Linked DNA regions of Capsicum annuum: region 1 is linked to region 2. The links are chromatin contacts, called in public Hi-C maps. All regions are on one chromosome and are shown on one strand. Each heading gives the region's core, a stretch centred on a gene start, on an enhancer-like site or on the middle of the called end of the contact. The rest is flanking DNA. Distances are from core to core; before and after follow the strand shown. Region 1 holds the start of LOC124889475 (a long non-coding RNA gene). Region 2 has its middle 21 kb from the start of LOC107851714.

Region 1 (6,393 bases), core at 3,786-6,285, 370 kb after region 2:
ATGATTATAAATGTGAAATATTCAGTAAAATTCAATCAATTCTAAATCATACAAAGTAAAATGTCCAGTGTTCAAAACCACATATATTGAAAACTTACTAACTTTAATGTGAAATATTCTGTAAAATTTAATCAATTCTAAATCATACAAAATAAAGTGTCCAATGCTCAAAGTCACATATATTGAAAACTTACTAACTTTAATTTTCTTCTTTTGCGTTCAACCATGGCTACAAAGTTCAATGCTATTTTCGGAATAAACCATTGCCTATATATAGATTGTTCAAGTCATAAGAATTTGATAGAAGAAAGTTGAAGGGACATGTTACTTAAATAGAGAATGTGAATGGATAGAGGTTTTTTATAATTCATGAGATATAATTGAATATAATAATTTTTTTATTTATTAAACAAATTGATCAATGCAAGAAATCGCAAAAAAATTTAAAAAAAAAAGAGAAAAAAAATAAATAGAAATGGTGACCATAAAAAGATGTCACATCATCCTTGTCTGTCTTGTTTTTCCTTTATATATATATATATATATTGATTTATCGTGTTGAATAGATAAATGTAATGAATATCAATAGTAGATATCCCAAATAAGGCAGATTGGTGTATATTGTGATCTTCATGATCCATATATATCACATCATCACATGTGTACTGTGTACTTATATTATGTTTTATAATATATGTGTATGTTGTTGTGTTTTAATTTCCTTATTACTCCTTTAAACTGTTCAAAGAGTACATGTCATATATACATTTTGATGAGTGTTGTCAGTTTTGATTAAATTTTGTGCTAGCTAAATATGATCGTGTAAAATTAATCACAAGGTGAATTTTTGTTTATTTGTATATATACATCTACATCAATTAATATTTACATCTTGACCAAAAAAAATTAATATTATATTTATAATATTGTAATAGTGCGAAATTTTTTAAAGAAATGATTCAAACATTTTGTCCTTCATTAAACTAATAAAATGAAGAAAAAAATCAATTAACTAAAAAAATAAGAGGAATTAATTTTGAGATTGTTATTCTATCATTCATAAGGGATAAAAATAATACTACAACATCGAGATACTTAAATATTGGAATAAGTTATCTCACAATTTTATTCCAATCAAACATGATATAAACTCATTCTAAAATTAATTACTCACACGCTTCCCAAGTCGGGGGACACCAGTCGTGTTTTGGCCCAAAACGATGCCGGCCCTGGGCCCACCCCAAAACCATGGGCTAAATCACTCATTTGTTACTAAATAAGATTAGCAACAGATTTTGTTGTTTGGATAAAAATTTGTTCATTGCTAATTCCTTTTTGTTAATAGTGATCAATTACTTCTTATGTTTTATTTTTATACTTAGTGAGGCACGTAGGATAAGTAAGACGCGTGATTCAGACTCAATTAAATTATAGTAAATTTCGATTAAATTCAGTTCGACTCAGTCTTGTGCAAAAGTTCGATCAGGCCTACTCAAACTTTACTCAATGAAAGAATAGACGAAGTCGAACTACATTCAACTCAGTTCAACTCAACTCAACTCGACTCGACTCGACTCAAGTTTATGTATGAGATAGCAAAATACCATTGGAAAAAGAGGCAAAATGGATGAATGGGGTTGGGATAGATTAGAAGTTGAGAGCCACCCAGCCCAAGCCCATAGATAAGTTTTCCTTTCCAAGCCCAAATGGGGGAATGGATGGGCCAAGATTTAGCCCAAATACTATATTTAGTAGGCGTTCGGCTATGAAAATCAAAATATTTTAGAATTGAAGTTGTGTTTTGATTTTTTAGACTTTTGAAGCCACTTTTTTAAATATAAGAGAGAAGTTGGAGTTGATTGAAAAAAATGCAAACAGGTTGAGATATATTTTCACAAGTTGTATTTGGAGTTTTTATGACTAAACGATATTTTTATAAAGAGGAAAAAAATCTCAAAAAAGTAAATTTTTCTCATGACGTAATCTTTCACCTTGAAAGTTCATATAAAAATGTAGTTTTTTTTAGGAGTTAATTGTCATTCGGTGCACAAAGTATGTAAAATTGCATTTAGACTAAGCATAATTATTTTGGTTTTGCTTAAGAAATAAAATAAATAGTTCAGATAATACAAGATCAAACACTATACAAAGTTGAAATGGCAAAAAGAGTGTATTTCATTCTCTTTCCTCTTTTAAGTGCATAAAACAATTTCAAATATAATATTTCTTTTCTTTTTCTTCTTCAGCTTACACGCCTAAATTAATTTTTTAAAAAGAAAAAAATTATAATTAACAAGAAAAAAGAAGAGGAAGAGGGCTCTTGAAATAATAAAATGTCTTTTTGGATTATTTAAATAAGTTACTTTTCTAAACTGATTTGAATCCAATTGCTACATATCTCATCTATCATATTTCTTTGGGTCCATTTAATTTGCCATAATATGCATGTGTAAGTTAATTGCACCTTTAATTTATCAAGCACAAAACTACACCATCGATATGATGTAAACAAATCCAATTTTAGATGTTGGTTGAAAGTAGATACTCACTCTATTTCGAAATAAGTGAATTGTTTGGAGATTTATTGGTGTTTCAAAATAAGTGAATCATTGAAATTCTTTTCAAATCTACCCTTATGATTTGACAATCAATTAACTTTTGAAAAGGTATTACAAGGTTAATTTTTTTGGGGAATAAAATGGAAAGTTGTGTTAAATTTATGTCTTTAATATTTTTTTCTTAATATGTATGTCAAAATCTAACAATTCATTTATTATGAAATGAAGGGAATATCATTTTCCATACTCGTTGTGTATGGGACAAATAATTTATTCAGATAAGCTAGAGAAGGTCAGGCCTAGTCTGACGAGGAAATGAGATTTTTAGACTTATTAAAAAAATAAATACAGATTTTTTATGCGTAAAATTAAATATCACTTATGTTTAAAAAGGCAACATCTTTCATTAAAAGACCATAAAATTTAAAAAATAAATAAATTATAACAGGCTAGAAAACAAGTTCAAAATATGGGTTGAATTAATAATTTAAATATCATTTGGTTAGGAACAAGTTATTCCGAGATATAACTACTCCACAATAAGTTATCCCACATGTATAAGAGATAACTAATTCTATCATTATGATATAAATGGTGAAATAAATAATTTTAGAACTAAGTAATACTTTCAATCAAATACAGAAGAGAAAATGATTTATTATCCCCCAACCTTTAGTCAAAATTTCAACTACACACTCAATCTTTAAAGGAGACCTATTATCCCTAAACTTTTCTTTTCCGAATTTATTACCCCTAATTACTGACCTGTCAATGGACGTGACTACACCGCCCATGGACATGTCAGATGACTCATTTTCACTTTAAATTATTTATTTTCTAATTGCCATGTCATTATTTTTAATAATATAATAAATATTTTATTATATTATATATTATTCAATTCTCTCTTTTCTTTCTAATTGAGAATTTCTAATTTCTTATTAAAGTGTGTGTTCCCAACGGTCCAAACTCATCTTCTTCGATAAGACTTCTTCTCCTCCATTTTTTTTTTCGATTTCTGTCAAACATCTTCTTAGCTTAGTTTGTAATACCGATTTCTTGTTGAACTCTTGAAGTTGTGATTTATAATCTTATCCAACTTTAATTTGGGGTTCGTAATTTGTTGATTGATTTTGTCGGAATTCTTAATAGGGCAAATGAGGAATTGAATAAGCTTTGTATGAATGAATCAGACCCAATGCTCAATGCTATAGTGAGATGCAAACATGGAATTTTGTTGAACTTGCAAACTTCATTAACAACAAATCGAAGATGCAAACATGGAATTTTTCACATTAACAACAAATGGGAGAAAAAAATTCTAATTTCTCCCCTAAACCGACTTACACAATCAACAAAAATCCTAATTTGATGTACTTACGAACGTAATACGCTATTAATCAAACACTTAGACAACTTAAAGCACCAGTTAATTTCACTCAAATTTAAAGAATAGATAAAAATTCTAATTCAATTTTTTTCAGTTGAGGAAAAACACACACCTTATAATAGCAACAAGATGATTGTTTGAAAATCCACAACCAAAAGTGTAAATTACAATAACAATCTTCCAAAAAAAAAAAAGAGAAGATGAAATCATGGTGTCAAGAGGGAAGAGAGAGGAAAGAGAAAGATGAAAAGTTTTTCTTGAAAATGAAAGGATGGAAGAGAATGGAGATGAGATATTTATTGTAAAGAAAAATGAGAATATCGGTGTGGGCCCAGGTGCGTGAAATACACAAATGTATTATTAATTGATTTATATTGACAGGTCAGCAATTGAGGGATAATAAATTCGATAAAAAAATTTAGGGGTAATAGGTCTCCTTTAAAGATTGAGTGTGTAATTGAAATTTCAACTAAAAATTGAAAAAGTAATAGATTATTTTCTCAACACAGAATAAATCATCATATACTGCTATATTATATCTTTAAATTATCATACCTTATACTTCCTACTAAACAAATCTTATCAATTAAGTAGGAAAGTTATTTTATCCAAAGGGACCATAGATCAAGTACCACTAAATAGGACCATATGTGTGTTGGCCCTTTCACTAGACCAATGTCACTTGTGCTTTCTTTTTCTTTAGTAAAAATGTGAGTCAGAGTGCACATGGCAAACTAGCATCAAACAAGAAGTACTTGTTATAACCAAGTACTATATAATAGAGCACTTGTATTCATTATAACCAAAAAAAAAAAAAATTGGAATTAACACTAAATTTTGTCACTAATCTATTGCTAAATTGTTCGTAATTAATATTTTTTTCAATAATTTAGTGACGGATTTTGTTGTTTAGCTACAAAATTCGTCAGTCCTAAATTTCTTCCATTTTAATAGTGATTTTTATATAGCTTGATTATATTATCTTTATTTTCAATAATTTAACTAATGATTATGTTATATGTATGTGACACTTATATTTTGTCCAACTTTTCGCCAAAGTTGGCTTAGGGGAAGGTTGGGTTGCCTCACTTCAATAAAGTAATCGACTTGATGGCCTCCCTCGAGCATAGTGAAAGCATTAGTACTGCAGTTGTCATGCCCCATTAAGGCCTTGTATATGTGTCTAATATTTGTGTCACTTGTCATATATACATATTTATGTATATAGCGTTCGATATAGATAAATGTAATGAATATCCAATATCCTAAGTAGATTGGTATATATTGATCTTTCAAGATCATATATATGATACTCCCTCCGTTTCGAAATAAATGAATTGTTGGATTTTGACACATAGATTTAAAAAAAAAACATCCAAGACATAAATTTAATATAAATTTTCATTTTTACCCTTGAAGTCTCTTTTACCCAAAAAAAGAAAAAGGTGCAGTCTCTTTTACTTATCAAATCATAAGGGTAATTTTAAAAAAAAATTCAACAATTCACTTATCTTGAAACACCAATAAATACCCCAACAATTCATTTATTTTGAAACAAAGGGAGTATATCACATCATCACATGTGTACTATCAAGTATGCACGTAGAATATGTCTTAGGGGTCGTTTGATAGAGTGTATACGAATAATGCAAAATATGGTGTGTTAGTAATGTTTGTATTAGTAATGCTTGTGTTACCTATGCTTGTATTTTTCTTATGCAGTGTTTGGTTTGATGTATTAAAAATAACAAAAATTAAATAATTTCAAAAAAAAAATAAAAAATTTTACATTAATATCCTTCATATATATGTTGGAAAGGATGTGAATTTTTTTTAAGGATAATAGTGTCTTTTAATCATGTTAATGCATGTATTTGATCCATTGCATTGCTAATACCATAGATTTTAAGGTATTAGTAATACACACCCCAATACACAATAGAGTGCATTAGTTATACATAAGGTGCAAAAATATATCAAACAAAGTGTTAGTAATACATATTAAACTAATGTATGCATTAATTTTTTAATACACTCTACCAAACGACCTTAATGTACTATGAGATGGTGTGTATTAATTTCCTTTCTATTCGTTTAAAATGTTCAAGGGTGTGTGTCATGAATTCTAAAAGAATTGGGTTACTTCATTCCTATTTTACTTAGGTTATTTATTGGTAGATTCGGTCTGATTTTGTATATTATGTGTTTGATCTATCGAATTGTAAATATGTTAATCTAGTTACCAAATAAGATATTTGCTAATATTGATTTTCAGTCCTTAATAATCTGATTTCCGATTTAATTAATGAAAAAAACGCCTTTAAATATTTTTTTCCTTTTTCTTTGTTTTCATTTAACGGTGAAAGCACTACAGAATGGCAAAAGATATTCCTCAAGTACAAATACATTTCACATTATAATCAACAGTATTTGTCTTGCCAGTTA
Region 2 (6,483 bases), core at 1,279-3,778:
ATAGAGTTTAAAAAAATAAAAAAATAATAATTTTGTAATCCTAATTAAAGTTATGTCAAATGTATCAAAATATTCTTTAATTTTATAATTTTAAATATGTCATATGAAAAACTAAAATTAAGACGGATAGAGGTCATTTTTTTTATACAAACTAAAAAGAAAATAGATCGTTTTTTTTTTTTTAAATTAAGATAATAATTCAAACATGAAAAATAATATATTGTATCAATATGATAATTAACTCTTAAAGAATATTGTTAAAGTATAATTTGAACTGCAAAATTCACTTCTATGACTGCAAAATCCCGACAGTACCCATGTTTTATTTTTGTTAATCAATTTTCTAATTTTCTAAAAAATTATGGCTTAGATATGTCAATAAAGCTCAAGAAAAAAGAGATTTCGGCGGCACTATGACTGCAAATATCTCGATTAAAAAAACTCATAAAGAGAATGAAAAATTCAACCTCCATTAGTGGAGGTTAAAGAAGATGGGTCAGGTGGGAAAGATGATGATTTTGGTCCTTTTTTTCAAAAAAAATAAAAAATAATTATGGATGTATATAATGATGTGGCGATTTAAATGAGTTGACACAAATTAATTGGCCGTTTTCATCCACGTGGGAGCGAATGCACCTCATGCATCAAATCTGATGAAAAAGGTGGCAAAATGACACAATTTGTAGCTGGTCTAGGTGCTTAAAATGAACGTTGCCCATTTGAGGTGCGAAACTGTAAGTTCGTGTCAAATTGAGGGACCTGACGATGTATTTGGCCATTTAAAAATAAATCCTTTGTGCAATGGATTGTTGGATTCAAAATAAGGTTATTTCCGTTAAATTTATAATTTTATTTTCTTATATGAAATAGATAATTTTTAAGATTTTAGCATAAATTTTATTATCTTGGTTTTAGCTAATATTGATAGTTAAATATTGGTATAAAATTACTGTCAAATTTTATATTGAGACAATTCCTAATTTATTGTAGAAATAATATCTATTATATTTCTTGATCCTGTTTATCGTTGACTTTTGAGTTTCAAATTTTACAAATATAATTCTATGACAATATTCTGACTTCCACCACTTGTGGATTTTGAAATTTCATGAAAGTGTCATTCTTTTTAAAGTCTATCAAAAACATCTCTATCTCAATAGAGATAATATCTGCATTCATTCTATCCTCATAAAATTCCATCGGATATATTATTGTTGTCGTTTTCTAACACCCTAAAGTTCTCTACATAATATACACAACCACTAAAACACTTTGTGACCAAATGTTACTCTTTTTTTATAACTAGTGATCTAATGAAACTATGTGTTGTTTTGTGCTTTAACAATGTATTATCCGAACTATTAAATAAGCTAGTCAAAACACAAATTTTCATACTTTTATATAATGAAAATCAACTTCGTGAAAGAAAAACAGGTTAAAGTCATCCACAGACCCTTAAACTTGTCCCAAAAATTCACGTAGACCCCTCAACTAAGGCTTGTACCTATCAAACCCCTAACCCACCCGCATTTTGATCCAATTAGACCTTTTTTACCTAATCAGCAACAGATATAGAGTGTGTGTAATACACTCGCCTGACGTGAAAAAATTAACCAATTAAAAAATAATATGTGGCAAGAAAAAATTATACGTGGAATTACTGATTTTTCTATTTTTTATTTATTATCTATTTAATAAGTAATAATTTCTAATTAAAAAAAAAAAGAAAAAAAACACCCCCACCCCCAGTCGTCTTCTTCTTCACCTCACCCCACCCTGCTCCTCCCTCCTCCATCAACTAAGTATTTGCCAATTTACCTCAAAACCGTCATTACAACTCTATAAAAAACCAAAGCGAGAATATATCAAAGCTTAAATTTGAAATTCAACAATCAAATTACAAACATCTCAGTAATGAGTCATAACAATGGTGACAATGGCAATCTCCGTTAATTGGTATTTTTCCGTTGAGGACAGTAACATACTATTCTGTAATGTTAATCTTCATTTTTTCGCTAAAAAAGGACGACAACAATGGTGGCAAGGATAATTTCCCTTAATTGGTAATTTTTTCGTTGAGGGGAGGGAGAAGACCTTTAAAAAAAATAATTAAAATGAATGGCCTTTTGAGGAAGATGACAGCCTTGAGGAAGAAGGCATTTTAAAAAAAAAGAATTAAAATGGCCAGGCGGCCTTTTTTTATATTTAATTTTAGTTTTTTTTTTGTTTGACATGTCAATATTTAATTGGCTTGTCAAAACATTTTTTTTTGGCTTCACACACCTATATCGAGTAAAAAACATGCGCAGTGCCATGTAGGCAAAAAATGTTTGATTGGATCAAATTCGGGGGTTAGGGGCCTGATAGGTACAGGCCTTAGTTGAGGGGTTTAAGTAAATTTTCAAAACAAGTTTGAGGGCCTGTCGATGGCTTTAGCCGAAAAAAAAAATCATGTTCATATGTACTTGCTAGTGCTTGAAGATGCAAGACTAAAGGCAGTACTTGGGCTTGGCCCATCCGCTCCTCATTTAGGGTTGAACAAGGAAAACTAATACATGGACCTAGGCCCATTTATTCATTTGGGCTTGGACAAGGTATAAATAACATAAATACCAATCCTAAGTAATTACACTCTTTCCCTTTTTTGAATTACTTTACTCTCTCTATTAATATACATAATATAGTCGACATATACATAACATTCTGTGTATATGTTGTGATTTTTGTAATATGTTTAGAGAGTTGAGATTTTTTGTAATATTGGAAACATAAGTTGTGTATTTGTGTAATTTTTAAAAAATATTTTGCCTGGACTGGGTGGTTCTAAAGTTCCAAAAATTACATAAATACACAACCTATTTTTTCAATATTACAAAAAATCCCAACTCCCTAAACATATTACAAAAATCCCAATATATACACAGAATGCTATGTATATATCGGTTATGTTATGTATATTAATAGGGAGAGAGAGTAAAGTAATTAAAAAAATGGGGGAGAGTGTAATTACTTTTAAAAGGGTTGATATTTATGTTATTTATAAAGTTCTGATCCATCCATAGCACCAATGCTCTCTTTTTTCTCTATTGCTAAAGATACTTTAAGATCTCATACATAGACTTGATGGTTTGGTTGAGCCGAGCCGAGCCGAGCCGAGCCGAGTTTAACATGAACCTACTCTATGATCGAGTGAAATCTGAGTTTAGCCTAGTCAAATTTCTTTCATAAATTGCTAAGCCAAGATGAGCTTAATCAAACTTTACTACAATTTAGCCGAGCTCAAGTGAAGTGACATTTCTTATCCTACGTATATCATCAGCAATGACAACTTAAGAAGTAAATTATTAACATCTAAAAACTTAGAGAATATTAGAATTCAATAGCAAATGGCGCTCAAGTACGGAAATGTTTTACGCTATCAAATTAAATGACCTATAATAACATGTAATCATGGTTCATATATAACGTAAATTTTTTTTAAAAATTAAGTGTGCATATATAAACACACACACACAATTCATCCTTTGTTTAATTTATGTGGTCATATTTGACTATGCACGAAATTTAATTAAAATTGAGATCAATTATACATGACATATAGTAACGACACATAACAACATACTCATACATTACAACATATTATAGGTACATAATACACGTGATGATGATGTGATATATATGGATCATGAAAGATCAATATACGCCAATTATCTGCCTTGATTAGGATATCTACTTAATATCCATTACATTCATTTATTCATAATGATAAATTTATAAATATATAGTACGCACAAGTGGTCACTTATTGTTTTATCTTACAATAAACGTGACAGAAATATCATACACATAAGAGACCTTAAAAGAATAGTGCATTAAAATCCCCATAATGCACCGAGTATACATGAGGCCTTCAAGTCGATTATTTTTCCGGAACGACGCAAGCCAGCCTATTCCTAGTCCAACTATGGCGACAAGTGTTACAAACTGTAAGTGGTTTACAATCCTCATTAGTTGTACAACGATAGCCACACCTTTTCAAGGCTTTAAGATCTGGGAGAAAAATTTGCTCAAACACTTCAAATTCAAGTGGTAGATCTCGCATAGCCATCACTTTGATGTTTGATGTATGAACTGTAACATCTATGCATAAAGAATTATGAAAAACTCACAATGTTATACATGATCATCAGTCAAATTATTGAAAAAAAATATATAGTGATATAATTAAGTTAATCACTACTCCAAAAAAAAACAAACAGAAATTTAGGATGAACTAATTTTGTAGCCAAGCAATTTTTTTTTTGTTAGTTGTACTTAACGAAGGACTATTTAAAACATGTTAGCTGCGAGCAGTTTAGTAGAGTGATAGATTAGTAACGAAATACAAAGCTAATTTTTTTTTAAGTGAAGAAAGATGCACTATTATATAGCACTCCTACAAAGAGAAAGCCAAAAAAGCTAGCTAGATTATGTGATTGAAACATCCTAGATATTTTAGCACAATTTGTAGTAGACTTTTTTTTTTTTTTTTTTTTATAATAATGAGAAGAACTAATTAATTGTGTGAGGCTGAGCGCATTTTCTTGCTTGATGAAAGGCCATATATATAGGTCTTTTTGTACTGTCCCTTGAGTTATTAGAAACTATTTGGATCATTATATCTTGCAAATTAACTCCTCTTTAAACTTGTGATGTAATATAGTACATTATGGACTTTTATTGAGAGGTGGGGAGCAAATATTTTGTAAAAGTTTTAAATTTTTAATTATTATGAGTTACAAATTTTTTTATGTAATTTTTAAATATGTAAATTTTATTTTTATAAAATTAAAAATTTTATGGCCATATTCACACAAAAAATATTAATTAATTTGATCATCATACTTCAAATCAAGCCAAACAAATTAAAACATGAAGAGTAACTCTTTGTGATTCGTACAACAAACCTAAGTGATTTTTTTTAATACAAAAAGTAACTTAATGTCTTTGGTAACATTATGATAAAAGTTGAATACCCTTCTATAAAATCACAATAGTTTAAGCGATTGCAATGAAATCAAACACATATAATTGCGTTTAAGTCTTATGATGAGTTGAAATGATCAATACTATGAATACTCATGATATGTGATTTGACATATATGAAGAAAAAACAATAATTAATAACATCCAACCACCTGTTGCTTTCTTATGATTTATACTTTTTCAAAATTTTGACATATAAAATTATATCTCTTAAAACCTTTTACAAATTAATTACTCTCTTTATTTAAAAAAAATAATCTATTTTAATTTGAATTGGAGTTCAAAAAAATAGAGAAGATTTTTAATTTTGTGATCCTAAATTAAATTTATGTCAAATATACTAAAATATTCTTTAATTTTATGATTTTAAATATATGATATGAAAAATTAAAATTAAAATATTATCAAAAAGGGATAAAGATTATTTTTTTTAAACGGAGTAAAAAAAAAATATTACTTAATTTTTTTAAAAAACGAAGGGAGTATAATGCATGTTTCACATGTGCCATCTGTACGGACACATTTCATTATTGAAAAAGAAAGCACAACCAACATTAGTCAAGTGAAAGGGCCACTATACATTTGGTCCTACCTATCAATAATTTAATATTTTATTAAGTGTACCATTCAATCTTTTTGGAGTATGATTCTAATGCAGATAGTACGAATTCAATCCTAAGAATATGTAATTATAATACTCATCTAGTTTAACCAAGAGATTATGATTTAATGTCCTCCATAATTTCTATGTTAATTTTTGTTGCTTGTGACAAGTCTAGGAATCTAAGTAAACAAAAATTTCGTCAAAAGGAAGTTGGATGCAAGACTAGAATGTCGTTAAGAAGGTAGATTCCTAGAGAATGGCTGAACACAGATCTATCATTATTATGACGAAGAGAATGAGCTTCGAGAGAATGATTCAGGATTCTTGCAGAGTGGAACCATGCATTACAACACACGAGGTAGATCTTGGAACCATAAAGTATCAGACATGAGATAGATCTTCCAAAGAATCAGGTCCGATCCGAAGCTGACTTAAAACATTTCAAGAGCGTGAGACTTTTGAAGGTTTACTCTGATGGACCAAAAAATATGGATTGTAACCCGAAAGATTAGATAGCTTTTAATATTATCTTGTGATTGTAGTATTATTTTGTAGACTGTACTAGTTTATATGCATTCATGATTTATGTTTGGTATACTTTTATCGGTCCTATCAGAACAACCTCTCTACTTTATCCGAGGTAGTGGTATGATCTGCGCACACTTTACCCTCCCCAAATTCCACTATGTGAGAATACACTTGGGTATTGTATTGTTGTAACCCGAAAGATTGTAGATGTTCTTTTGAACAAGTCAGAAGGTTGGAATTGCTAAAGGGTGATGCAAACATTTTATGAAAGTTCTTTTCTGACATGGGAAAGGGAGCATTAAAGTAACTGGTAAAGTTATTGTCAT

Evidence for each region. A called contact is a pair of places that touch in the nucleus more often than the background predicts.
Region 1: a Hi-C map of placenta shows a contact between it and region 2, with 8 times the contacts expected there. The contact joins two enhancer-like sites. A contact is called at or near these places in 2 of 5 Hi-C or Micro-C datasets (leaf and placenta).

What each region holds. Positions count from the first base shown.
Region 1 is chr12:229,563,081-229,569,473 of UCD10Xv1.1, forward strand. LOC124889475 (a long non-coding RNA gene) reads right to left here and starts at 409. Exons shown (of 2, transcript XR_007048493.1): 1 at 199-409. Within about 2 kb of position 5,036, at least 2 of the 5 cell types and tissues checked have an H3K27ac peak or open chromatin away from gene starts, as enhancers often do.
Region 2 is chr12:229,198,638-229,205,120 of UCD10Xv1.1, forward strand. No RefSeq gene overlaps it. Among protein-coding and RNA genes, the nearest start is that of LOC107851714, 21 kb to the left of the region's middle. Within about 2 kb of position 2,529, at least 1 of the 5 cell types and tissues checked has an H3K27ac peak or open chromatin away from gene starts, as enhancers often do.